Linked DNA regions of Mus musculus: regions 1, 2, 3, 4, 5 and 7 are each linked to region 6. A link is a contact called in public HiChIP or PLAC-seq and promoter capture Hi-C data. All regions are on one chromosome and are shown on one strand. The core of a region is the stretch at or near the end of the contact, and the rest is flanking DNA. Distances in the headings are between cores, read along the strand shown. Region 1 overlaps Gm30717 (a long non-coding RNA gene). Region 2 holds the start of Kdm8 (lysine (K)-specific demethylase 8). Region 3 overlaps Nsmce1 (NSE1 homolog, SMC5-SMC6 complex component). Region 4 holds the start of Nsmce1 (NSE1 homolog, SMC5-SMC6 complex component). Region 5 has its middle 4.1 kb from the start of Gm30560. Region 6 holds the start of Zkscan2 (zinc finger with KRAB and SCAN domains 2). Region 7 has its middle 220 kb from the start of Gm30501.

Region 1 (3,043 bases), core at 430-2,929, 1.9 Mb after region 6:
ACTGTGATGTTCTGGCTGAGCACAAAATGCCCAACGACCAAACACCGTGAAACCATGATTCAAAGCTGACCCTCCCTCTTGGATGTCGAATCTATAACATATATTGTTCCAGCAACAAGTAACTAGACCCTCCCCAAAGCTCACACATCCAGCGGCCTTACTAGTATTACTATACAAAATTTAATTTAAAGAGAAACGTCCAGAGCCTGGCAGTGTTTCGTTCTCTTTGCAGACTCCCACACTATGCTGCTGTACTGTCCATCTCTATGCTGCTGGTGGCTGCCATGGAGTCTGCACTCAGCATCTCACTACTGTGGAGTGGATAGGTGTGGCTTCTTTCCAAGGAGAGAACTGGGAAGCAAGGAAGGCACTGCCCAGCCTGTGGGTTTAAGGAGGCCCTTGCTCTCAGTTCTGTAGGTGCATAGGGTCACTACTGAGCAGAAGGACCTCTTAAAGGGCCGTATCCTGAATATCTTCCCTCTTCTCTTCCTATTCCTGGTCCTGCTTTCTCACCAGACTTTCTGTCAGATCCCAACATATCTGAATCCTCTTAGAATTTGCTGGGCCGACGTTTGCCTGACTGCCTAATAGAATAATAGTGTAACAGGAAACATTTCCTTCAACCTAACCTCCTGCTAAGCACATGGTCATGTGACTTCCCATTTTACAACTTCTGAGGTATAGAGAGGTTAAGGGGCTGGCCCAAAGTCACACAGCAAGAAAGTAACAGATTTGAACCTGTCATCCCACTCCCTCTGTCAAGCCCTTCCAGGAAAAGTGCTGCCTGGCTGTAAGAGTCACAGGAAATGGGAACTGCAGTCACTAGATTAATAACTCACTAGTAGACCTCACGACCACTGAATCATCTTAGAACCTAGTTATCATTAGTAGCATCTGTGTCTGTTTTAATAATTTCATGATTGCTAAGAAAGACCTGGCCATCAAGCTGTCGCTCCAGGTCAGGTGACATGGCAGAGCTCATGTGACCCTCTGTACAACAGAATTAGATGGCATTATTGTTTTCTATTTTACAGGTGGGGAAACCAAGACACAGAAAGTGAAATAAGTTGCTCACGTCACACAGAGAAGCAGAGAGTAAATGAGAACTCAGTAAGGGGTAGAGATGTAGGAGGTTGGGAGGAGAGGACAGAACAGAGCTGACTACACACGCCCAACCCACCTACCAGGCTCTGGAAATGGATGAGACCCACTACCATTTGTGGTCAGGCGCTGACCCTGGCTCCTCTTTCCTCTCTGAATTCCATGAGAATAGCTGTTTTCCTCAGAATCCCTACCCACTCCCCCAGAGACAGCAGTCTTCCAACAATAAGAAGCAGATGTTCTCCTCTTTAGCTTTAAGCCAAGAGACAATTCATGAAGTTCCAAAAATCACGTAACATACCATAATAATCCCATGACATCACTCACACATAATAACTGTCAGGTCCCGACCCCCAGGATGGCAGTCCGGGCTCAGTTCCGGCTGCACCAGCACTCCTCTGAAACCGAGCAAAGTGGGTTTCTGTTTGCCAGGGAGAGCCATTGCTTTCTCTCTCTTACCTCTTTGCCAACCTCCTTAGGGTGCAGCTAGTTCTCTAGTCACCCCAACAAACCTCCAAAGACCAAAGCCTCCCCCCCCCTCACCGCTGCAGCATAACCCCTTTAACTGGCAGGGCTCCCACCATCCCCTGCCATCCTCTCTGCTCTTCTCCAGGACCAAGGTAACCAAAGACAGACACAAGATGTGGAAAGGAGGGAGGGAAGGGGATAGTCTCTCAGTGTCCCTGAGGCTGACTGAGGACAAGAGCAATGGGTAGGAGCTGGGTCCTGCAGCAGGGGCGGGGTGGGGCATGGACGGGCTCATATATTTGCAAGAGTGAAGCAATGATACCTGGAGTTCCCTGCAGTGTACAGTAGGTAAGAGGGACTATTGTTCATCTTTCTCATTGCTATGACCAAATACCCAACAGAAGCTGGTTATTGAAGGAAAAAGGATTTTTTTTTTTTTGGCTCATAGTTTCGGAGGGTTTGGACCATCATAGCAGAGAAGGTACGGTGGGGGCGCTCGGCTCACTGGCAGGGCTCCCATCATCCCCTGCCATCTTCTTTGTTCTTCTCCCTCCCTTTTCTCTCCGCCCCTCCCGGTTTCCCAAGAGGTAGTAGCTATGGCAGGCTCCGGAGAGTGCAGTTAGTTCTCCAACATGGTTGACAGGAAGTAGAGAATAAGAAAGGAAGTAGCCAGAGATAATATATGCCTAATGGCCCACCCCTGGTGACCCATTTCCTCCAGCTAGGTTCCATATTCTAAAGTTTCCAGAGCCTCCCAAAAGAACAGCACTGATTGGAGACCAAGTGGCCACCACGTGAGCTTGTGGAGAGCATTCCATGTGTGATCCACAGCAGGTGCTGAGCGTGAATCGTGGTCCTCCTCCTCAGTATGGGTTACAGTGTCCGCCTTTAAGAGGCTTGAGAACACGGAGAGCATCGTCTGTTGGCACGTGCCGGAAGCCTGTCATGTATAAGGACTCTGAGCTGCCTAGCCCAGTCTCTCAGCCTGCTGGACTCTCTCTTAGGCCACTCAAGACAAACAGAAGCACCTAATCCTGGGGACACTGGAGGAGGAAAGTCTGCCTGGAAGCACTTCTAGCTACCCGTGGTTACAGGGGTTCACAGAGAGTCTTTAAGTGAAGAAAAGGGAAAGAAAAGTCTCCACAAAATATCAGGTTGTGTGTAAAGCTCCGGTGGAGGAAAAATTAAGAGGAATCCAACATGTCCCTCAAGTCTATCCCAAACATCATTGCTACAGCTTTGTGGGTTTGGTTCTTAAATATGTTGTTTTGTTTGATTGCTTGATTAAGATTATTTATCTGTTTTTGCAGTAGTGAGAATTGAAGCCAGAGCCTTGTGCATGCTAGGCAAGCCCATGCTACTGAGCTACATCCACACCTGATATTTTATTTTTAAGATAGTCTCACTATGTAGCCCAAGCTTGCCTAGAGTTCCTGATCCTTCTAACTCAGCCTCTTGAGTGCTGTGATCTCAT
Region 2 (3,188 bases), core at 110-2,609, 1.9 Mb after region 6:
CAGCCCCCACGCTAGAAAGTTCAGGGTTGGGAGCAGGGTATGCCAGGTAGGGACTGAGGGATTCTGGGAGAACCTGGAGGCCAGGTCTGCTTTGGTGTGTAAAATATGCACCCGAGTCCCTTGTCCTGGGGTTCAAAACCAAACAAGCATCTCTCACTGAACCTTGATCTCACTGACTCTGCTGGGCTGACAGGACAGAAACCCTGGGGACCCTCCTGTCTCTGCCTCCCCAGTTCTGGAACTGCAGGTGCTTGCCCCTGCACTTGACTTTTTACTGAGAATTTACAGCCAGGCCCTCACACTTGCAAAGCAAGCACTTAAACGACTGCTCATCTTCCCAGTTAGAGCTTTTCTTTCACAGGAAAGAAATCCAAAGCTAGAAAATTCAGGAAATAAAATAGAAGGGTGGCCTGCTAATATAGCAGGTCAGAGCTACTACACCCCGGGTGTCAGCCTGTGCACAGCTGCATGGGGACCAACATGCAGGCACCTAATTTGGCTGTCCAGCATTTTGTTGATAAGTGGGGACAAGTAGTTCGATTAATCACTTATTAAACCAAGCATGAGTTAGGTGTGGTGGCGCATGCCTTCAATCCCAGCACTCTGGAGGCAGAGGCAGACGGATTTCTGAGTTCGAGGCCAGCCTGGTCTATAAAGTGAGTTCCAAGACAGCCTGGGCTATACAGAGAAACCCTGTCTCACACACACACACACACACACACACACACACCCTAAAAACAAACAAACAAACAAACAAAAGACCAAGCATGGAACTTTGGAATGCTGGCCTGTCACAGAGAATGAAGGGATATCCTGGAGTTCTGTCTAAGTCCTATTGGAAGGATGTTTTCCTTGCAGAGACAGGCTGTGTGGAGTGGTGTGGCAGCAACCGATTCAGTGTTCCTGAGAAAACGAAAACTGAGGAGTGCCACATCCCGACTCAATCCCTGCTGACCAGTAGAAGTCACACTCCAAATCCAAGGCTAGCAGATCGCTGCAGGGAATCGTTTGCTGCTGCTGCTCCAGGCACCTCTGGAGTCAACCGGGAGAGAATGCTCGAAACTCAAAACTCGAACTGACTGCCACACCACTCCACATAGTCTGTCTCTGCAAAGAAACCATAGGCCAACTCACGGAAACCAGTCCTGCAAGCAGTACTTGTGGGCTCAAATTATATACGTGACTTCTAAAATCATGTGGCTATTTTTCTTCCACCTCGGCTTCCTACTCTGTAAAATAGGGAGAACTCATTATCTGAGTTGGAAGGATTGGGTAGTCGCAAGTGACAAACTGCTCTGCAAGGTATGACCCGGAAAAGAAAGCTCAAGCCTCCCAAGTCTTTGAACCGGAGGAGGGCGGGGCCTGGCATCGATTGCTCCGCGTTCCTCTAGGCACCCGTCGCGATCAGCCGAGTCAGAAGTGATCGATGCTCTCGGTGTAGTCGGTGATAAAGCCAGCCGAAGAATCTTCGCCCGGACGGAACCAGTCGTCGCCAGCAACGAGAGACACAAACAAGTCCAAGCGCCAGAGAGGTTAGTTGGAGCTCCAGGCAGCTGCAGTTGCTTAGACTTGCAGCCTGGCCGTGAAGGACGGATTGCGCAGGCGCCATGCTAAAGCCCGGCGCGGGCGAGCCGGGACGGTTTCACGCAGGCGCCTTGGGAGGCCTGGGAGCTGCTTGAAAAGCCGCGTGCGTAGTAGCTATCTGCTCCCCACAAACAGTTGAAGGAGCTGCTAGGGATGTCAAATAGCGCATGCGTGCAACTGTCGTGCCCTTCCCTTTTAGGCTTCGGTTAGTGGTTCAAGTGTGAGGATAGGTTTAGTGGCGAGACCGGCCCACATAACCACGCCTGCGCCGTCTGTCCGGAAGGCATGGCTGCGGCCACTGCTACCTGTTTCCAATCTCCATCCTCGAACCCGTTCGCCCAAGTCCGCCTGTCCCCCGTAAGCGGACAGAGGTCCACAGCAACAACCAAAGACTTCCTGGGAGTCGGGGCGTCTTCTCTTAGGCCACTTAGCCAGCCCTCCAATCCAGACTGTCCAGAAGGGCGTGAGCAGCCGGGTACTTTGAGAGAAGGACTGCACGTGCTTTCCCTAGACTGTTGTTCATGCTAAGGCATCCAGCATCCCGCTTAGCAACCAAAACCGGTTTCTGTAATGCATCCCCAAAAAGTGCACTTAGGAAGCGAGGCTTGATTCCGTTCGGCCCCGTTTTTGGCTCCTTTGGTTTTGGTGTGAGCAGCTTAGTTCACTTAGGAAGCCCAGATAGAACCACACAGATTAGATCCTGCACCCTTTGGGTGACATCCTTTCGCAAAAAGCGTCGTTTTGTACACCAACAAATGGGCCTTTATTTAAAGACCTTTTAGAATTAAGGCTACAGAGAAACGTTTTGTGCAACCCGCACCTGGCCATTACTTGAAAGCAGTGCCTTTTGCCTGACACGTGAATGTAGAATACCAGAAGGCCACCTTGCAAGCAAAGACACAGCCCCTACCAACTTCAAAAGCAAAGCAATGGCCGGCAAGATGTCTTTAAGGCCTATTAACTGTTGCACTGTGGGAGAGAAACTTATACTGGAACATATGAGGCCATTGAGGCTGGTACATGTGGCCTGTGTTTGGGTGATTGTGGGTGTCATTTTACCAACAATAACCCCCGGTTTTGTTTGTCTAGGCTCTTAAATTTATAGTCTCCTGGTTTAGGTGGTGAATTCCACAGTTAGGCCATCTATACCTGACTATTGGAAGCCTATTTATACATCTCACAATAAACTTTTATATGGTACTCTGGGAAGCCAATTTAGAGGCTAGTGTGGGTACACTGTTAAAGACTGGTTTATAAACCAACAGTTGCTCCCTTCTGTGGCAGGCCTTTTGGTTAATACTGCCTTTTCTAAGAGGCAATTCGGGGAGAGGGTATAGGAAGCCAGGCCATACTTATAGCCAGGTTACAGGGCCACTTAGTCTGGTCCTATCTGTGTCAGACCGGGTTGTGTGGGAGCACTGGGGGGTTGACTTGAAACCTGGGCTTGAGGCCATAGAGAAAGGCAGTCCAGGCAGTATACACTGGAAGGCCTGTTCAAGCTTCTGGTTGTGTGAAGACTGTTGCTTTGGGCCCACATCAGACCAGCTCCTCTGGAAACATTCATGGAGCCTAGGATCCTACAGTGGACAACTGCTGAATCCTGG
Region 3 (3,536 bases), core at 649-3,148, 2.0 Mb after region 6:
GGACCATCCAGCTGCATAATACCTAAGCCCTTGAGCAATGAAACCTTGTGGGAAGCCTTAGCAAAGGGAGGCTGCATTTCTGAGGCCAAAGATGCCTCTAAAACCGAGTCCCTCGGATCAAGGAACCAGATGCCTAGGAAGGCTTGGCAGGGACCAGCCAGCAACCCGGTCAACAATCCTTCAGTGGGGCCCCTACAGAACTCACAGCAGCCCTGCCCAGAAAGTGGAGGAGCCCAGAGGTGCTCTCCCAACCGCGACCCCTACTGCCTGAGCCTGTGCCTTCCTTCACCAGATACATGGTGAACGAGAACTCAAGGGATACCCAGTGACAGGACTGAGAAGATTGAGGGGCTGATGGGTGGCAAGGTGGAGGGCCTCCATGCTCCCCTCCACAACAGCTCACAGATTTTTTTCAGGACTCCCATTAAACCCTTGCAGCCAAAAAAAAAAAAAAAAAAAGCTGAGCAGTGGTGGCACACACCTTTAATCCCAGCATTCTTTGGGAGGCAGAGGCAGGCAGAATTCTTAGTTCGAGGCCAGCCCGGTCTACAGAGTAAGTTCCAGAACAGCCAGGGCTACACAGAGAAACCCTGCCTTGAAAAAAAAACAAAACAAAACAAACAAACAACAAAAAAGAAAACGCTTGCAGCAGCTCCAAGCTGTCTACAGAAGGGACAGCCAGCAACTTCATTCTGAAAGGCATCTGATAAGCCTTCCATTGATTCCAGCCTCTTCCACTTGTGGCTGCAGCACTTAAGACAGACCATGTGAAAGTCAGGGAACACAGGCTCTCCTCTCAGAGGTCATGGAAAGCTTACAATAGAGAAGGGCCCACAGACAGGCCGGGCTCAACTGCTAGCACACAGACTGTGCACTCCTGAGTGAACGGGGAGGCCCCAGGGTACCTCAATCAACCACTTGCTCTGCACAAACTTCTGCAGCACCTGCTCGGCCTCCTTCTTCCTCATCTTTTTCCCTTTGAGTTGATCAACTAGGTTCAAAATGTTTGTAGAAGAAGCAAAGCCAGTTTCTGAGTCAACGATCAGTTCCAGCTGCAAGAGAAAGAGGTGCCTTATTCATCTATTTGAATAACAAACTCGACACCTAAGCCTCCAGCCAGCCCTGGTAGGAGAAGCTGCATGGACCCACACCAGGCACATCCCTACGACAGGTGCTAGGTATCCAATGTGCACACAGGTTGTGGCCCTTGTCCTAGCTTTATTCTCCACACACTGTAGACAGCCTAGGAGCACCACAAAATGGTTAAACTAGAAAGTCTACCTGCCTCGATGGGCCCAGTCAAGCTGAAACTGGAGAGGGGCGCTCCTTTCCCACCTTCCCCAGAGCTGCTATGTGCTCCCAGGACTCAGAACGTCTTAGCCAGGTGTGTGGCACATGGGCTGAGCACACTGCTACAAAGCTTGGACAAACCGTCCAGTGAGCGCCTCATTAAAGTGCAGGGCTGGGTTTGGAGCATTCTGGGCCAGGGACTGGGACCCATGCACTCCCACGAGTTCTCAGGTGCTCTGTTTGACAGGTAGCTTAAGGCCTGTCACTCCCTGTGAGACCCAGGAAGCTGGGAAGCATGACAGTGGCCTCCACAATTGCCGTTTCTATTTCCTCCCGTTAGAAACGCTGCATATGGTAGCAATGAGTACTGTACTCACAGCCTTTCTAAACAGATCCAGCTCGTTCTCTGCAAAATCCGTAGCCATTTTGGAAACTGAAGTTGTAGCAAGATTCACCTAAAAATAAACCACATAAGGATCAGGCCACGTGTCCACCACAAAGCTGATCACTTTCTCACCCCTCTCTCAGAAGCATGGGTCCCGCACGAGCCACTGCAGAGCCCTCTGAGCCAGTTTCTCAAAATGCCACTAGAGGGCGCTGCCTCGCATACCAGTGCATAAATGGGTCTCCCATCATCTTCCGTGACTCCTTTCTTTATCTCAATATACAGAGACTCCAGGACACTGTTGATGTTGTTGATGAAGTCCTCCAGCTTATCTACAGTCGCATTTCCTGGAAATAAGCAGGCAGGGATGGGAGTGGATTCGTCGAAAAAGCACACACAGCCTGTTTCAATCTCTGGCCCCTGACCACACTAGCAGCCCCAACAGAAATGTTTTGGCTTTCTTGGGCCAATGCCAATATTGTGGTTTCTTTCTTCCCGGAGTGCTCAAAGATAAGCTGAGACAGATGGTGTAGTGAGGCAGAAAGGCGGACAAGATTGTTATCTCAGACCACTGAGACAGTAGCCTTCCTTCCTCTTCCCCAAGGCTTCATGCTGCACCAGTGGCCCTCCACAGCTCCCTCCTCCTAGAAAGCTAGCCAGGACACATCTGAAGGCCTTGGGCCAGCCCAGGCCTGAGCCACAACAGGGTAAGTGAGGCACTCACAGCAGAAGAGGCCCTGTTCTAAGCATAATCCAAGCAGCTATTGCCCAAGTGTCCTCCCACTGGCCCTTCTCGGGCCCTGGCAGCTCTGAGCACAGGCAGAGACGGTGTGAACTGTGGGAGCCTGGCTCTAGCGGAAGCTCCTGCTATGCCACCATCAGGAGGCCACCAGCCATCAGGAGGCCACCAACAGGGACCTTTTTGAGAGCCATGAGTCTGAGGAGGGGAAAAGGTCCAGAAGCAGGGGGCTTGGGTGAACAGATACTAACAGCTGGTGAGAAAGACCAGGAAAGGATGCAAAGGGAGAGGGCATGTGTTACACATCCCAGCTTGGAGAGTCAGCCCCTCTGTCGGCTACAGAACCTGCTCTAACACAGTGAAGGCATACGGCCAGCTTCATACACTAGAATTACCGATCTGCAGTGTGATACTTTCAAGACCAGAGTATACCTGTTTTCACTTATTAAAATAATGTCAAAGGATTTATACTTTAGAGTTACTTTGGGAAGCCCAGCAGTGGTAGCTCACGCCTTTTAACGCCAGCACTCGGGAGGCACAGGTAGGCCTCAGAGTTTAACAGGCAGCCTGGTCTGCAGACTGAGTTTAGGGACAGCCAGGGCGACACAGAGAAACCCTGTCATGAAAAAAAACAAAACAAAACAAAAAAAAAACAAGCAAAAAAAAATTTTAAATAAAGAAAAAAAAACAAAAAACAGAACCACTGAGAAAAAAACTGCAGGAAAAACAAAAACAGAAACAGACACCATGCCACCATTTATGTTACTAAGCTTACTAAGGCTTGCACTAGAAAGAAGACTCATCTAAAGGGTCAGTCTCACTTCCTACAGAAAGTGGGCATTTCTAACACTGTGTAACAAAAATAAAGCCAGCTTAAAAGACAAAAGGTAATATTGGTAGCAGGGGAAGACATGCAACATTAAGGGCAAACAAAGACCCAGACTCATGGGTTCACAGTAATAGCAACATACATGTGCTGCAGTGGCTCTTTGTCCCTTTGTTTAATAAATCCAAGTTAAATGAAAAATCAGTATCAGCTATTAAGTGGAAAACAATGATGCGGGAGGAGGAAGCCAGGACTCAGAGCTGACATTCGCACCTCCCACTGCGGCCCCCTGACAC
Region 4 (3,496 bases), core at 833-3,332, 2.0 Mb after region 6:
TCACACACATACCCATACTCAGACACACATATCCATGCATAAAATAAATCTGGGAGAGAGAACACAGAAGAAGGGAAGGGGAGAGGAGCGGAGAGAAAGTGAAGAATCTTCAGCAGGTAACAGTGGTGGACTCCCTGGCCTGTGACTTTCATCCTCTTCTGGGGGAAACAGATTCCAGCAAACTTGCATGACCCCAGAAACATATTATGTACATTCCTTACAAAAGTGTCCACACTGGCCCCAGGAGATGTGTCCATAGAAACATCATGTAATGGAAGTCTGGCAATACTATAAATGCCTTATCAACCAAGTAACAGTCATATAAAGGGATTCAAATCACACCGTGGAATCCAGGACAGTGACAAAGAAAGCAAGGCTGCTCACATCCACATGGGTACTGCTCAGAACACACTGCATGCAAGCTGGGCACTGTGGCTGCCTTTCATCCCAGCACCCTGAGGCAGAGGCAAGTAGATCTGAGTTCAAGGGTAGCCTGGTCTCCATTGCCAGTTCCAGGTCAGCCAGGGAAAGAGAAACTGTCACAAAACAAACCACAAACACACAAAACCACACCATATGCAAAAAGCAAATCACACATTCACAAGGATGCCAAACACAGAAAGAACTGTACACAGCGATCATGGCAGGGCCATAGCAACTCAGTGAGGCCTATCAACAGCAAGGAAAACAGAATTCAGAGTAGTGGGAAACTTTGTAGAGGAGATTCAATGGGGGGCTGGGGGTATGGAATAATACGTTTCTTAATCTGGTGGTGCTACACCTGAGGTGTTCATTTTATCTTCATAAGTATGTTACAAAACAAAAATACTTAAAGACAACTTAAATATTAATTAGAGAAGAGTGGTACAGAAAAAGTTCAAATGGTGTGATGTGGGGAAAGGGGTCAGAAAATGGGTGTGGAACCGATCACAGGAGCCATGCTTGTTTGTGGCTAGGATGGCAACTATCTGCAATGAGGGACTCTGCAGAGAGGATTAACCATAGATAGGTGCAGCCCACTCAAAGGACTTTAAAACCAAGGCGTTTACAGAATAAGCAATGCTTGGGTACAGCATGGGTGGCCTGTGCTAGGCAGTGTTAATCCGCTGATGGCACAGCCTGGTTTGAAACGCACCAGAACCTCATGAGGAACAGTGTTCCCCAGGAGGGAGCTGGGGCTACAAAGGTACACAAGTGATGGCGATAGTGACGGACAGTACTGCAAAAGCAGTTTCTTTTAAGGCACTGCCAGTCCCAACCGTGGTTGCTGGGCAGTGGTGGTGTACACCTTTAATCTCATCACATGGGAGATAGAGGCAGGCAGATCTGAGTTCAAGGCCAACCTAATTTACAGAGTGAATTCCAGGACAACCACGGCAATAAAGAGAAAACCTGTCTAGAAAACATAACCACAGATGATTAGATAGATTGCTTAGATAGGTAGGTAGATGATAGGCAGACAGACAGAACAAACCATGATCTAGGTTCCTTCTCTAGACTTCTCCAGTCTTGGTCTGGGTTAGAGGTGTTATTTATGGTTATCAGTACGAAATGCAACAAAACACAGAGCACAGGAATCCTATACTTTTCCAAAATCGGACAAACGGATGATTCTGAACACATTTAGCCTCAGGCTTTCAAATGCTGGCTCCACAAACAAAACAAAAAGGGGGGGGGGGAGTGGGGAGGCGGGGCACGCAAGGGGAGGGTGTGGTCGTTTTGAACAGAAGGGTACAAGTGGCTGTCACCAAACAGTGTCAGTGACAAGGCACACTTTCTCCGCCTGACCCATCAGGCGATCGGGAGTCAGGAGCTACAGGAGTTCCAGGTCAGCCTAGGCTACATGGTGAGAGCATGTCTCGAAAAGACAATTTTTTAAAATTTAAATTAACAAATAAACAACTTATGTTGTTATAGAGCTGTTCCAACCCCTGCCTTTTGCGGGCTTCAATATCTCGTCAGCGCCAAAGCCCGCGCCGACCCCATGGTCGATCCCGTTGCCCACAGATGCCCGCTCTGGTCCCCGCAGCACCCCAAAGCCTTCATACGTACCGCAAACCAGCGAGATCACGCCGGAAGCCATATCGGAGCCCGCCTCCAGGGCGGAGAGATCGCCAGACTGGAGCTCCTACTGGTGGGCTACGCGCATTCTCCCGCTCACCAGCGGAGTACTTCCGTTTTCCCCGCCCGCTCTGTTGCTATGGCGCCTTGGCACCTGTGAGCCGCCTTCTGAGCTACGCGGTTTCCCGCGCGGTTTTCGTACTTCCCGGAACGGCTTCCGCCGCCCCCGCCTCTCGCTCGCTGGAGGAGAACCCACGGCGGGACGATCCACGGCCCACGGCCTGTGTCGTAGTAAAACTACTGCAGGCTTTAGACTGGAGACGAAGAATGGCTTTTGTTTTCCTGTGGCCTGAGCTAGAAACTTGGCTCTGCCGCTACTGGTTGAGCGGTGACCTTTCATGGAGCTACTAAGTGGAGTTAAAACAGCCGGTTCTGGGGTCCGCGAGCGTAATCTGTAAAGTGCTTGCTGCCCAGGCAAAGAGAGACCTTGTATCAAAAAACAAAGTGGAGGCCTTCCGAGGAACCACATCTTGCGTAGACCTCTGGCACACACACACAGAGGAAAAAGCATAAGAGACGATCTCACACACACACACACACCAGTCCTGAATACGAGATTTAAAAGAACTAATTGTTCCTATGCAGCACACACACACAGAGGAAAAAGCATAAGAGACGATCACACACACACACAGAGGAAAAAGCATAAGAGACGATCACACACACACACCAGTCCTGAATAAGAGATTTAAAAGAACTAATTGTTCCTATGCAGGTGACCCCTCTGGCCTGCTCTCAGGGACCTAGCGGCTGCTTAAGTCTTCACCCAGGTGCGTGTTGTGGAGAAAAGGCCTCCACCCCAGCCATCCTAGGACTCTCTTCTCTGTCGCTCTGCCTTCTGTTTCTCTTTTGCTAGGCTCTTTTTCTCCGGGTCTCATGGCGACTTCTTTGGCCTCGTTCTCTGAGACCGTTGAAACTGCCCGAGAGTTGCTCCCGGTAAACCTGCTTTTATATTTTTAATTCAGCATGATCTGGCTTATTACGTCAGCGGAGACATTTACTACCTGGGGCAGAAACTTTTTACTAATGTGCAGGGAAAACTAGGACGGCCGCCGAGAAGTGTGGTGTGGTACTGCCTTAGCCACTCTCATCTAAGAATTGTGAGGCCTGATGAAATTGCCACAAGGGTAACTTCAAAGAAATCACTTCTGCCTGCTCAAGGCTTTTCCTTTCCGAGAATTCCAGATGCACGTCTCAGAGCTGGAAATGCAGCCTCGCCCAGGAAAAGTGACTAATTATACAACCGTACGAAGTGCACAGTCCAATCTCTGAAAACATACATGGCCTCTCACCACCCCTGGAGTCTTGGACAGCTTCTTATCTTCTGGAGAGCTCTTCAACTGAGTAGGGAGACTAACAATACAGAGGTCATTAA
Region 5 (3,259 bases), core at 311-2,810, 1.9 Mb after region 6:
GAATTCGTTAAGCCTTCCCAAGCCTTGCTTGCTTGGTTCTGGTAGAAAAGACTATACTGGACCTGTCCCACCATGCAAAGGATACCGGGGACCACTCTGAAATGTTTCTGTCACAGGAGCACAGCTTGAAAACTCTGGCTGGGACTCACACCTGCACCTTCCCACCTGGAAAGGACTGGCAACTTCTCCCTCATCCGCCCCACCCCCATCACCTCTTAGGCCAAATAGTCGTAGCCCCCACCCCACCCCTATCTGCTTTTCTAATACTCATTAGATGACTCTGGACCCCAAAACTACTTACTTTCCTCCCAAGAGAGGAGCAGCCACACCCAGGAATCAGTCTTGGCCAGCAAGGCCTCCAAGACAGCTGTTGGGCCCGGCTCTGGAAGTTTCTCCCCTGGCAACTATGTGGGTGGCTCTGAGCCAAAGAAGTCCTCGTGGCAAAACTAGCAGGAAAGAGAGGGCAAAGATTCAGGCCAGGCCTCCGGTGTCCTACCCCAGCTCTGCCCACTGGGAACCCCCAGCACCATAGAGGACCCACAGATAAGCTTGGGGAACAGAGGAAATGCTGTTTGCTAATGGAATGTGGCCAGGACAGGCAGGCCTTCCAGAGCACAGCCTTGCTGCTTGGTGCTGGCCTGGGGGTGGAGGAGATGAGACTGGAGCTAAACCTGCAAATTCCTGGAACAGGGTGGAAAGAGCGCAGCACTGAATCCGAATCCCAAGCAAATGGGTTCCCCTCACACCCTTTGTCAACACTCAAAATCATTTTCAGCCTCCAACTATAACTCTATGTTACAAGCTGTGCCTTAGGGGGAAAGGGGGGGGGGGCAGAGAGCGCAGGACTCCCAAAACTTAAAACTGTGTTTGTGGTGCTGGGGGGGGGGGGGGACGCCAGGGACTCCCACTTGGTCAACAGGTACTTTATCTACTATCCAACAACCTAGCCCAGAGCTCAGCAATGTTTTAAAGCTTTCTGGAGAGCTTAGGCACAGCTGGAGTCCGGATCCAGGGAGCCATGCACTGTCCCCTGTACACTGCGGACCCTCACCACACAGCCTCACGGAGCCGCGAAGGTTGGTCTAAGGCGCAGAAAAGCTGCCCACTACCCGAAGTCGACTGGCAGGAAATCTGAAGTTATTCAGGCCAAATCCAGAAAGAGAGGAGAGTAGGAGGGCAGAAAAGGCGGGAGCGCGAGAGCGAGCGGAAGGGTGCATGGGTAGGTGGAAGACACTGTGAAGAGATGTGCAGAGGGAATGGAGGAATGAAATCGGGAGAGGACGGGAGGGAGGGAGGGAGGGAGGGGAGAAGGAAGGGAAAGAGAAAGGGAGGGGAGCTGCACATAGGTTCGATGAAACAAAGGGAGAAAAGCCGAATAAATGAGTCACAGATGGGGTGGGAGGGAGGGAGAGGAGCGCGAGGCTCCGCGCTAGACCTGCTAGGGACTTAGGACGCCGCTGCAAGCGCGGGCTCTGGTCGCAGGCTCGCAAACCTGAGCACGCGCGCAGTCTCAACTCGTGGACGCCGCTCAGGCTCTAGCAGTCATAAGGCCTGGGTGCCCCCTAGCGGTCATATGTGGCACTGCAGCGGCGGTGTGGCGGGACCTTGCACTCTTCCCTAGGGATGTGCGCTGCACCGAGTTCCCGAAAACTCCTCCTTAAAAGCCACTTCCTTGCTCTCGCTACAAACCTTAGGACCTCCTGCCCTGGCATCCTCTGGAGAGCAGAAAGATAAGCGCTTCCTAACGCTCTTTTCTGAAAAGGCTTCCTATTCCCTTCCGTGAAAACGGATCAGTAAAGGTGGGGGGGAGAGAAAATGGTTTGAGTTAATTTAAACTGTGTCTGCCGCGGGCAGCAATCCAAGAAAGGGTTTCCTTTTTTTTTTTTTTTAAGTCCTGGTGGAAGCATCAAGGGAAGCTCTTTGCTGCAGCCCAGCGGCCAGATGGAGCCAGGTTAGTCCAATGTGGAGGCTGCGGGGAAGAAGTCTCAGGCAGCCAGGAAGCCTAGGCCTGGTGGTGCCAGAGAATCACTGGGAATGACAGTGCTCATACTCGCTTGCAAACCCAGCATTCAGAAAGCAGAAGCAGAAATAGAGCCACAAGTTCAAGGGCAGCCTGGCCTCAGGACACAGCAATACCAGACTGAGCACTTTCCCCTCCCAGGCTGTTTGCATAGGTGAGCTTATTTCATGGCCAGAATCTTTGACGTTAGTACTATGTGTCTCCGTGTCACAAGGAGGAACCAGAGACCCTCAGGAATTAAAGGCACCCAGCTAACAAGTGGGTATTAAGCTGCTGGACCTTGTAGAACTTCAGGCTTCGGCTCTGCCTCATGGACAAAGCATGTGGGAAGTGTCTGGAGGCTCTCTCCAAAGTGACCCTGCCAGTGAGTACCCCGGGATGACCCTGGCTGTGGGTGAGGCTGATGACATCACAGTCCCTCCCACCTGTCGTCTCCCTCTGTGCTCCTCCACATCAAGGGGCACAGCCTGCCACTGGCATGGAGTCCCCAGCTTCTTCATCCGTTCAGCAGAGTGTTCAGAGAGTGTCTCCTCCGTGCCAGGCTGTGCTAGAGAGCCAGGAGACCAGACCGTGGCAAACACTAACTAGTAACAACCTGTGATAAACAGATCAGCCAGCAAATGCACAGTGTGGCTGCACATTTGCATGTGACAAGATTATGTACTAAGAGATGGCCTGGCCTAGGGACACCGATGTAAAAGCTCTTATTGGAAGCCGCCTCGAACTCAGAAGTTTACAACTATGCCCCAGCTCCCCCGCCCCATCCCTGGCCCTTCTTCATACCTGGAGTCTTAGACAAGGAAGCTAGGAGAGAATGAGGACCATCCCTCAAGGCGTTTGAACTTGACCCTGGCTCTAGACGGGAGATCATAGTGACTGTACAGCTCTCTCAGTGCTCAGCGCTTGACTTTGTTTACATCCTCACCACTGATCTCTGCAGTAAGCTTTTGAGGTAGATGCTCTTGATAAACCTGTATTTCCAGGCTCTAAAACCAAGGTGAACAGCTCCGTGGGGCACCAAGATTTTAGGAGGAAAGGGTTTTGTGGCACACAGTTTCAGGGATTTCAGTCCATGGTCACCGGCTTGCTGGCACATTGTGGTGGGAACATGTGACAAAAGAGAACATCCAGGAAGCAAAAGACAGAGGCTGAAGGACTGGGAGCTCCAATATCTATTTAGAGGCCACACCCCCATGACTTACTTCATGTCACTGGGCCACCTTCTAAAATTTCCAGCAC
Region 6 (3,398 bases), core at 359-2,858:
TGAAGAATCACAAAATCAACTCCTGAGCACACCCTGTGCAAGGTGAGACTGTAAACCTGTCAGACACTGAGGACTTCACACGGTTAACAAGAGGGCGCTGAGAATAACTACAGACCGGCAAGCAGGGACATAGAAAAATGATGATCTGGCCGTTAAACTGGATGAGCGCGGAGGAGCACGGCACAGAGAGTATTTCACAGGACACCTGCTGGAATGGTAAGGGTTAGGGAGGGCTCTGGAGATCCATGAGATCTCCCTCTCCCACCAAACCCTGTGAGGCATTAGCTATTTAATACTGTCTCTATCGTTTTGGTAGAAACATTATACTGAGGATTAGAACAAACAAACCATACTTTTAGTTTAATTTGCAAGATCATAGTTCAACCAAAATTCTCTCCTCCATTTAGTATGAATTTCAAATCTGCTTTTTGGGGAATTTGGTTTCCGGATCTTTTAAAAGTCCCATTTATTTCTATAATGAGCTCTTCTTCCAGAAATGTAGCCCTGCCCACCTGCCTTTCCCACCACATCCCTTTAAAATCCTCGCTCACCTGCTTTCGAAGTCTTCTGGTCTCTTTCTCCAAATGCACTACTAGGGCCACCGCCTCCTCTCCGCTTTCTGGACATTGCTTCTGCGCCCAGGTCTGAATCTTCTCAGGCAGAATGGTGAGAAACTGTTCGATTACCAGCTGCTCGAGGATCTGTTCCTTGGAACGCATTTCTGGCTTCAGCCACCGACAGCAGAGTTCCCAGAGTTTACTGAAAGCTTCATGGGGTCCTGTCACATCCTCATAACAGAACTGCCTGAAGCATTTACGGAAGGACTCACATTCAGTGCTGCCTGATCTTTCCAGAATGGGCTCCGATACCCACTCGGAGTCCTTTTCCACTTTCATTATGAGGCACTCCTCAACTTCCACGTCGATCTGAGGGTTCATGACAGTAGCCATGATCCAATGGGGCCAACAGGTCTAGCTCCAAGTCAGGGCCCAGAGAAGCTTCCGAGTGCCCTCCACTTAATGCCCTTGGAAATATGGGACCGTAGAGACATAAAAGACAGCAGTTAGCTGGGACAAGGAACTCCAGGCTGATTAATCAAATTTGTACAAGGCTCTTGAAAGGGTGAATGTGCACCCACCCCAAAGTCTGCAAACCCGGCCTCTTATCCAATCAAGATGCGCCCCCTCCCATGAGGTTCTTTAAGGTGCAAGGTCGGAAAGACCTTAGGTTAGAAGCTAGGCTGGAAGGGGACCCAGGGGACTGATGCTGGGCGGAGGCGCCGATCGGGAGGGGGTGTGTCCGCGAGGCGCGGCCAGCCCTGGGGTCCTGGTCCAGGTCCAGGCCGCTGCAGGTGCCCACCAGGGGCGCGAGCGCAGGAATGTCCGGACTCGCAGCGGCGCCTGCAGCGCTCGGGGTTCCTCCGCACGAGGATGCCGAGAACCTCGGCCAGAGGGGAAGAAGCTGCGGGATGAGGCTAGGCCTCGCGGGGGGCGGCGAACGGCTGGCGCGCTGCCCTGTCAGCTCCGCCAGCGCAGAGCGCGGGGGGCGCTGGGAGCCGCGGCCACGCATGCGCCGCTCGCGACCGGGGTCCGTGCGAGGCTTCCTCGCGGGCAAGGAGGGGGGCGGGAAGGCATGCGTGGAGGAATCTCGCGAGAGCGCGCAGCACCGCGACTTGCCGCCGAGGGACTTTAGGAATGAGGGTGAAGGGAAATTCTGGGCGGAGGGACACGCTGAGGTCTGATCCTATTCCTCCAGAGATTGTGAAGCAGGACGCGAGCTAGCGTCCTGCCTCAGGCCAGGCAGACGTTGCGGGAGGCTGGAGTAATTTCTTTAGTGGAAGGGGTGCGCGCGTGTGTGTTGGGGTTGCGGGTGGAGGGACTTCTTTGTGACAACTGGCGGAGGGATTACAGTCAGCATCTGGCTGTGCATGGATTGCTACTGTCTGGGAGCCTTGGTTGGAGCCAGGACTCCTGAGGAAGGATGTGTGGCTAGCTCTGTTCAAATGTATGGTCAGGAGAAGGCTTATTTTCATTTTGGGGAATCTCTTAATTACCCAAGGCTCTGAGGTCTGAGTAGCCAACGGGCTATCTGGGACCTAATAGGACCGGGCCTAGATTCCCCTACTGCTGCAAAACTTCATAGCTAGATGTCTCAGAGCCTGCTGGCTCATAAATGTCTGTCCTGTAAGTGCCTACTTTGTGACAATGTTTTAGGCTCTTGGCATCGTTAGTGGGCAGCACAACTCTTATTCTCAGAGGCAGGTAGCTTATTAGAAAACAGACCAATGACTTATTTCTCAAAGGTTTTGCCATGATTTGGCTAGTTCTAGCATCGAAGCGGCATAGAGAATACCATAAGGATAAATGGCACGGCATAAACTGAAGGAAGGTCAGAACGGAATAATCCGCGGGTGCATCTAGTTAGTATCTGCCACGGGAGAGATGGAGCCAATACACAGCCTGTTTTAATTGCATTTAAAGATAGTATTATTGAGTACTGGTTTCTTACCAGACATGGTGGTAGGTGATAAGCAAAACAAGATCTCCTATCATTAGTAGTTACAAATAAAGTTCTGTATACCTGGGGTGAATCCTTCCAAGAAGAGAAACACATTCAAGATTTGGTTTAGGTAAGAGGTCTGGGTGAATTTCTTGGAAGAAGTAGTACTAAGGATGAGATCCAAAAGACAGACCTCTAGTGGGGATTGAGCAAAGACTGGCCTTCACAAGAATCCCATAGAGAGGATGAGGTTGTCTCTATTTTAGAGTTTAGGGCGCTGAGACCTCAGTAAGGGTGGTGCAAGCGCTAAAGGTGATGGGGAGTCATGGGATGAGAATAGGGTCTTTTATGTACATGGCCCTCTTGTTGGTATTAAGCCAGGTGCACATCTCAGCAGCTCAAGGTCACAAACTTGAAGGCTTGTTGGACTTAGGGAGATTTACCATGAACTGTGTGAAGGAGAGTATAAGATAAGAAGGAGCTGGGTGTGATGGCACATGCTTGTAATCCTAGAACTTTGGAGGTGGTGGAGGCAGCAGGATCAAGAGTTCAGGGTTGTTCTTCACTACAAAGCAAGTTTTGAGGCCAACCTGGGCACACGAGGCCCTGTCTTAAAAAGGTTGCTAGTTAACTATTATGTTTACTTGAGCACCAGTGTTTGTGTCTTGAGAGCAGAAGAGCACATTTGTCAGCAGAGAAGTGAATCCACACACAGGTCAATAAATGCAAGCTGGAGACATCAGAGAGTGGTAATTTTCTTAAGACTCACTAGGGAATGGTAGGTTCTATTTCTCCTTGTAGGTGCAGCCATTAGTCTAGTCTCTTGCTGCTAGACTGGGAAAATGGATCAAGACTTACCAGATCAGGCTAATTAAAGGAGGCTGGCTAGCAGTGGTATA
Region 7 (3,319 bases), core at 787-3,286, 1.5 Mb after region 6:
TATACTGACCTTAATAGCACACCTTGCCTCCGTGTCAGCTACCAACACCAACTACGTCCTAAGCCCCTCTATTCCTTGTGCTGCATTAAGAGAAATGGAGAACAGTGGGTTATGCAAGTGACTGGTAGGGATGTTTTTCCAGGTCTGAGCATTTGGTAAAGCTCTAGAATAAAATAACTTGAACAAATGGCTATGGGATAGGGTGAACGCAAGGTTGTGACCAAGGTGCATCCATCTTGTTCATACCCAGGCTTAAGGGATAAAGGAAGGAAGTGTTTGGCTACATCTTAGCTCCAGCCTTTCACGTTGGCAAGACCAAGAGACTTTGATGGAGAAAGGTGAAATCCAAATCATAGCATTTTTAAAGGGACTCCATCTGGGTGAAAGAAGGAGCCATATTTTCACTTCACAATCATCATTAAATGACCTCCATTGCAATGGCAGGGAAAGGCAAAATAAAACATTTCTGTAACTTGTTCAGTTGCGCAAAGTGCTTGGAAGTAAAAACAAAGGAAGATGCAGCACCCATCAGCTGTCTAGAAGAACTCAGAAGGCGCCCTGCAAGCCAAGCTTCAGGTGTCTAGGCATGAAGACCATACAACAAAAGCTGCATCTGGAGGTAGGTTCTGTGCTCCAGGAGCACCCCAAACCCCGAGAGGATTATCAGTAGAGAGGCTGAAGAGAAGAAGCCCAGCAGAAGCAAAATGCAAAATCCCAAGAGACATACTACTGCAGGACCCAACGGAGAACACTGTCCAGGGTCCTGATAAAAGGAGCCTGGCTGCAGAGTGACTTGATCCCTGAGGACTAGAATAGATGCCAGATGAGGCTCTGTCACAATGGTCCTGCAATCATGCAGATGAACGAATGCCCGTACCACCACCCCTTAATTCTCTAACAAGATTTCACAAACTTTAAAGGCATGCACCCTGCTCAGGTTAGACCAAGGGAAGAGATCCTTCCTTTCTACCACAGTTGAACTGAGAGACTGGATGCAAAGCACATGGAAACAGGAGCCAGCTCTGTCAGATCTCAGATGATCATGTCTATAGTCTCTTCTTCCTTTTCTACTCTCTAGAGTCCAGAGCACTGGAGGCAATTCCCATGATGAATCATGAACCCAGTTGTAGCAAAGCAGTGGCTGCCTGCCCTCCTGAGGAGTTAACACAGCTGATGCTTGTGACCATCTGCACGGCATGGTCTGACTCTATTTCACCCCTAACTTGCACTCCAAGGCAATGGGGGTGTCATGTATTTCTTAGCAGTGTATCCTCAGTGTCTGGAGGAAACTCACCCTGGTTAAGTATAAGATTCACAATTTGGTAGGGGCTGAAGCTGCCCAAGAGTTCTCATCCCTGATCTTGCCTTTGTAACTTTCTTTCACATTCAAAATTACTTCAAATTAAACAAAAAATAGCAATAATGCTAGTAGGGAAAAAGGAAAGAAAGGAAAAGAAAAGGGAAGGAAGGAAGGAAGGAAGGAAGAAAGGAAGGAAGGAGGGAGGGAGGGACGGAGGGGGGACGGAGGGAGGGAGGGGGAGGGAGGGAGGGAGGGAGGGAGGGAGGGAGGGAGGGAGGGAGGAAGGAAGGAAGGAAGAAAAAAAAGAAAGAAAGAAAGAAGGAAGGAAGGAAGGAAGGAAGGAAGGAAAGAAAGAAAGAAAGAAAGAAAGAAAGAAAGAAAGAAAGAAAGAAAGAAAGAAAGAAAGAAAGAAAGAAAGAAAGAAAGAAAGAAAGAAAGAAAGAAAGAGGAATCAAAGCAAGAAACCCTGGCTGCCTTCAGTTACTGCTGTCACTCCTGAGGACACCTTGCCCTGTCTCCAGTCCCAGAAGCTCTGGATGCTTCACAAAATCCTCTGCAATAAGTGTCTGGCAGCACCCGAGTGAGGAGGATGCTGGCTGCCAGGCTTTCTAAGAGGCCCCGCCATCATCCAGCTTCCCCCATCGGTGCCAGCGCCTCAGCAAGGCAATTGAAGGATTTTATTATAATGGCACTTTGCGGAGCTCACTCAACCCGTCAAAATAATTGTTTGACTTAATGTGAAATCTGAGCTTCGCAGCTGCATGAGGCAGTCCTCCTCGGGATCGCGGGGCTGGCTGCTGGCACTGCCTGTGCGCATTTTAGAGTCTGGAATTAACAGCAGTTTCGAAGCCTCCCTAATTAGTTACAGTGCTGCCCGAGGTGTCATCTTATTTTATTTTATTTTATTTTTTTATGAGCCAAATAACATATTGCCGCTTAAGTTTCTGGAAGACAGGGAGCTATAAATAAAACTACAATTTACTTGAAGTCTATCACACAGATATACCAAGTTCAGAAGTTACTTTTTCTTTGACTAATGAGATAAAAACTTCGTCTGCAGAGTGTGTGTGCGAATGTGAACATCACAGCCCTACAGGGAGAAAGGAATTCTCCAAAGGCCAAGGAAACTGCAGCTGAGGGAGGATCTGGTTATCGTACTCGCCAAGGCTAGCGTCTGCACTCCCACACAGACCTGTGCTCTTTGCCTCCTGCCCAGGAGACTACAGGCTTCTCCCTTCCTGTCTCAGGCCTTGGTTCCCCTGTGTCTACTGAGAAGGATGGTCACAAGCTGCTTCTCTTGCTTTGAAAACACTCGGACACCTTAGGCAGTCCAAACAGTTCACACCAATGATGGGTGGTGCGATGTCACCGTTAAAGGGTTGAACTCAGGGAGTGGGGGTGGGGTAGGGGTGGGGGGCAGACAGCTTGACTTCAAACTTGTCATTCATTACTACATACTAACTCAAGAAAATCTCTCAGTCTGCTTCTCACTTCTTTCACCTGGTAGAAACTATGTAGCCAGCCCAGGCGGTTTACACACCCAATTGAGTGTTTCTTGTGAGAAAGAACAGTCTTGTTTGTTAGAGAATAGGTTAGAACCGGAGGCCCAACTGAGCAGTCAACTAAGCCAGATATGGAAAGACAGGAACCTCGCGTTCTCTCTCAGACTTGGATGCTAAAATAAAAATAAATTCAACCTGATTCTTAGAGGCTAAGAAGGGTGGAGAAAGGGAGGGAGAGAGAGGTTGGAACTGATCAGAGCATCCTGGATGCGTGTGTGGGGATACCAAATTCAATCCCAGATGCAATATTCATAATTAATGTGCTAATCAGGAAATTAAAACTAAATAGGCTACAGTTGTATCGCGGTGGTAGAGTATTTGTGTAGCAATCACACATCCTAGGTTCAATTCCCAACACTGCTTATAAAGGTGATAGCAAATAAATTACATTAATAAACAAAGAACTACATAAGCTTAATCAGTATAGTCAAATCGCTTGTGACTCGGAGAGAGAATA

What was found. Promoter capture Hi-C pulls out the DNA fragments that hold promoters and counts their contacts. HiChIP or PLAC-seq counts read pairs in DNA pulled down with a chosen protein or histone mark.
Region 1: a contact with region 6 is called in an H3K4me3 HiChIP or PLAC-seq map of embryonic hindbrain, with 17 times the contacts expected there. The contact joins the enhancer-like site here to the promoter of Zkscan2 in region 6. A contact is called at or near these places in 16 of 39 promoter capture datasets (the 3T3-L1 cell line, 3T3-L1-derived adipocytes, the HPC-7 cell line and 10 more), 1 of 484 Hi-C or Micro-C datasets (embryonic stem cells) and 4 of 115 datasets of contacts at active chromatin or transcription factors (differentiating embryonic stem cells, embryonic hindbrain, embryonic midbrain and 1 more).
Region 2: a contact with region 6 is called in a promoter capture Hi-C map of embryonic stem cells, with 6 times the contacts expected there. The contact joins the promoter of Kdm8 here to the promoter of Zkscan2 in region 6. A contact is called at or near these places in 9 of 39 promoter capture datasets (the 3T3-L1 cell line, cranial neural crest, embryonic stem cells and 3 more) and 11 of 115 datasets of contacts at active chromatin or transcription factors (VIP interneurons, astrocytes, differentiating embryonic stem cells and 7 more).
Region 3: a promoter capture Hi-C map of stem cell-derived epiblast-like cells shows a contact between it and region 6, with 5 times the contacts expected there. The contact joins the enhancer-like site here to the promoter of Zkscan2 in region 6. A contact is called at or near these places in 9 of 39 promoter capture datasets (3T3-L1-derived adipocytes, embryonic stem cells, frontonasal cranial neural crest and 4 more), 4 of 115 datasets of contacts at active chromatin or transcription factors (embryonic forebrain, embryonic midbrain, neural tube and 1 more) and 1 of 9 other capture datasets (embryonic stem cells).
Region 4: an H3K27ac HiChIP or PLAC-seq map of embryonic stem cells shows a contact between it and region 6, with 9 times the contacts expected there. The contact joins the promoter of Nsmce1 here to the promoter of Zkscan2 in region 6. A contact is called at or near these places in 6 of 39 promoter capture datasets (3T3-L1-derived adipocytes, cranial neural crest, embryonic stem cells and 3 more), 5 of 115 datasets of contacts at active chromatin or transcription factors (embryonic forebrain, embryonic midbrain, embryonic stem cells and 1 more) and 1 of 9 other capture datasets (embryonic stem cells).
Region 5: a contact with region 6 is called in an H3K4me3 HiChIP or PLAC-seq map of embryonic forebrain, with 14 times the contacts expected there. The contact joins the enhancer-like site here to the promoter of Zkscan2 in region 6. A contact is called at or near these places in 15 of 39 promoter capture datasets (the 3T3-L1 cell line, the HPC-7 cell line, cranial neural crest and 9 more), 1 of 15 datasets of contacts at CTCF or cohesin (large pre-B cells), 3 of 484 Hi-C or Micro-C datasets (CD8 T cells, bone marrow-derived macrophages and cochlea), 9 of 115 datasets of contacts at active chromatin or transcription factors (SST interneurons, astrocytes, embryonic forebrain and 6 more) and 2 of 9 other capture datasets (embryonic stem cells and liver).
Region 7: a contact with region 6 is called in a promoter capture Hi-C map of second pharyngeal arch cranial neural crest, with 5 times the contacts expected there. The contact joins the enhancer-like site here to the promoter of Zkscan2 in region 6. A contact is called at or near these places in 9 of 39 promoter capture datasets (the 3T3-L1 cell line, 3T3-L1-derived adipocytes, the HPC-7 cell line and 5 more) and 1 of 115 datasets of contacts at active chromatin or transcription factors (embryonic forebrain).

The regions. Positions count from the first base shown.
Region 1 is chr7:125,422,507-125,425,549 of GRCm38.p6, forward strand. The region is part of intron 1 of Gm30717 (a long non-coding RNA gene); the gene reads right to left. Among named protein-coding and RNA genes, the nearest start is that of Gm30717, 4.9 kb to the right of the region's middle. Within about 2 kb of position 1,680, at least 31 of the 459 cell types and tissues checked have an H3K27ac peak or open chromatin away from gene starts, as enhancers often do. A contact at or near this core is called in the HPC-7 cell line, where this site is marked.
Region 2 is chr7:125,443,261-125,446,448 of GRCm38.p6, forward strand. Kdm8 (lysine (K)-specific demethylase 8) reads left to right here and starts at 1,360. Exons shown (of 8, transcript NM_029842.5): 1 at 1,360-1,532.
Region 3 is chr7:125,470,208-125,473,743 of GRCm38.p6, forward strand. Nsmce1 (NSE1 homolog, SMC5-SMC6 complex component) reads right to left here. Exons shown (of 8, transcript NM_026330.4): 3 at 1,901-2,022; 4 at 1,668-1,745; 5 at 906-1,052. Among named protein-coding and RNA genes, the nearest start is that of Nsmce1, 19 kb to the right of the region's middle. Within about 2 kb of position 1,899, at least 173 of the 459 cell types and tissues checked have an H3K27ac peak or open chromatin away from gene starts, as enhancers often do.
Region 4 is chr7:125,489,361-125,492,856 of GRCm38.p6, forward strand. Nsmce1 (NSE1 homolog, SMC5-SMC6 complex component) reads right to left here and starts at 2,083. Exons shown (of 8, transcript NM_026330.4): 1 at 2,053-2,083.
Region 5 is chr7:125,392,276-125,395,534 of GRCm38.p6, forward strand. No RefSeq gene overlaps it. Among named protein-coding and RNA genes, the nearest start is that of Gm30560, 4.1 kb to the right of the region's middle. Within about 2 kb of position 1,561, at least 135 of the 459 cell types and tissues checked have an H3K27ac peak or open chromatin away from gene starts, as enhancers often do. A contact at or near this core is called in CD8 T cells, embryonic forebrain, embryonic limb bud and 2 more, where this site is marked.
Region 6 is chr7:123,499,018-123,502,415 of GRCm38.p6, forward strand. It overlaps Zkscan2 (zinc finger with KRAB and SCAN domains 2), which reads right to left and starts at 1,609. Exons shown (of 7, transcript NM_001081329.2): 1 at 552-1,609. The coding sequence starts at 950.
Region 7 is chr7:124,988,910-124,992,228 of GRCm38.p6, forward strand. No RefSeq gene overlaps it. Among named protein-coding and RNA genes, the nearest start is that of Gm30501, 220 kb to the right of the region's middle. Within about 2 kb of position 2,037, at least 23 of the 459 cell types and tissues checked have an H3K27ac peak or open chromatin away from gene starts, as enhancers often do. A contact at or near this core is called in second pharyngeal arch cranial neural crest, where this site is marked.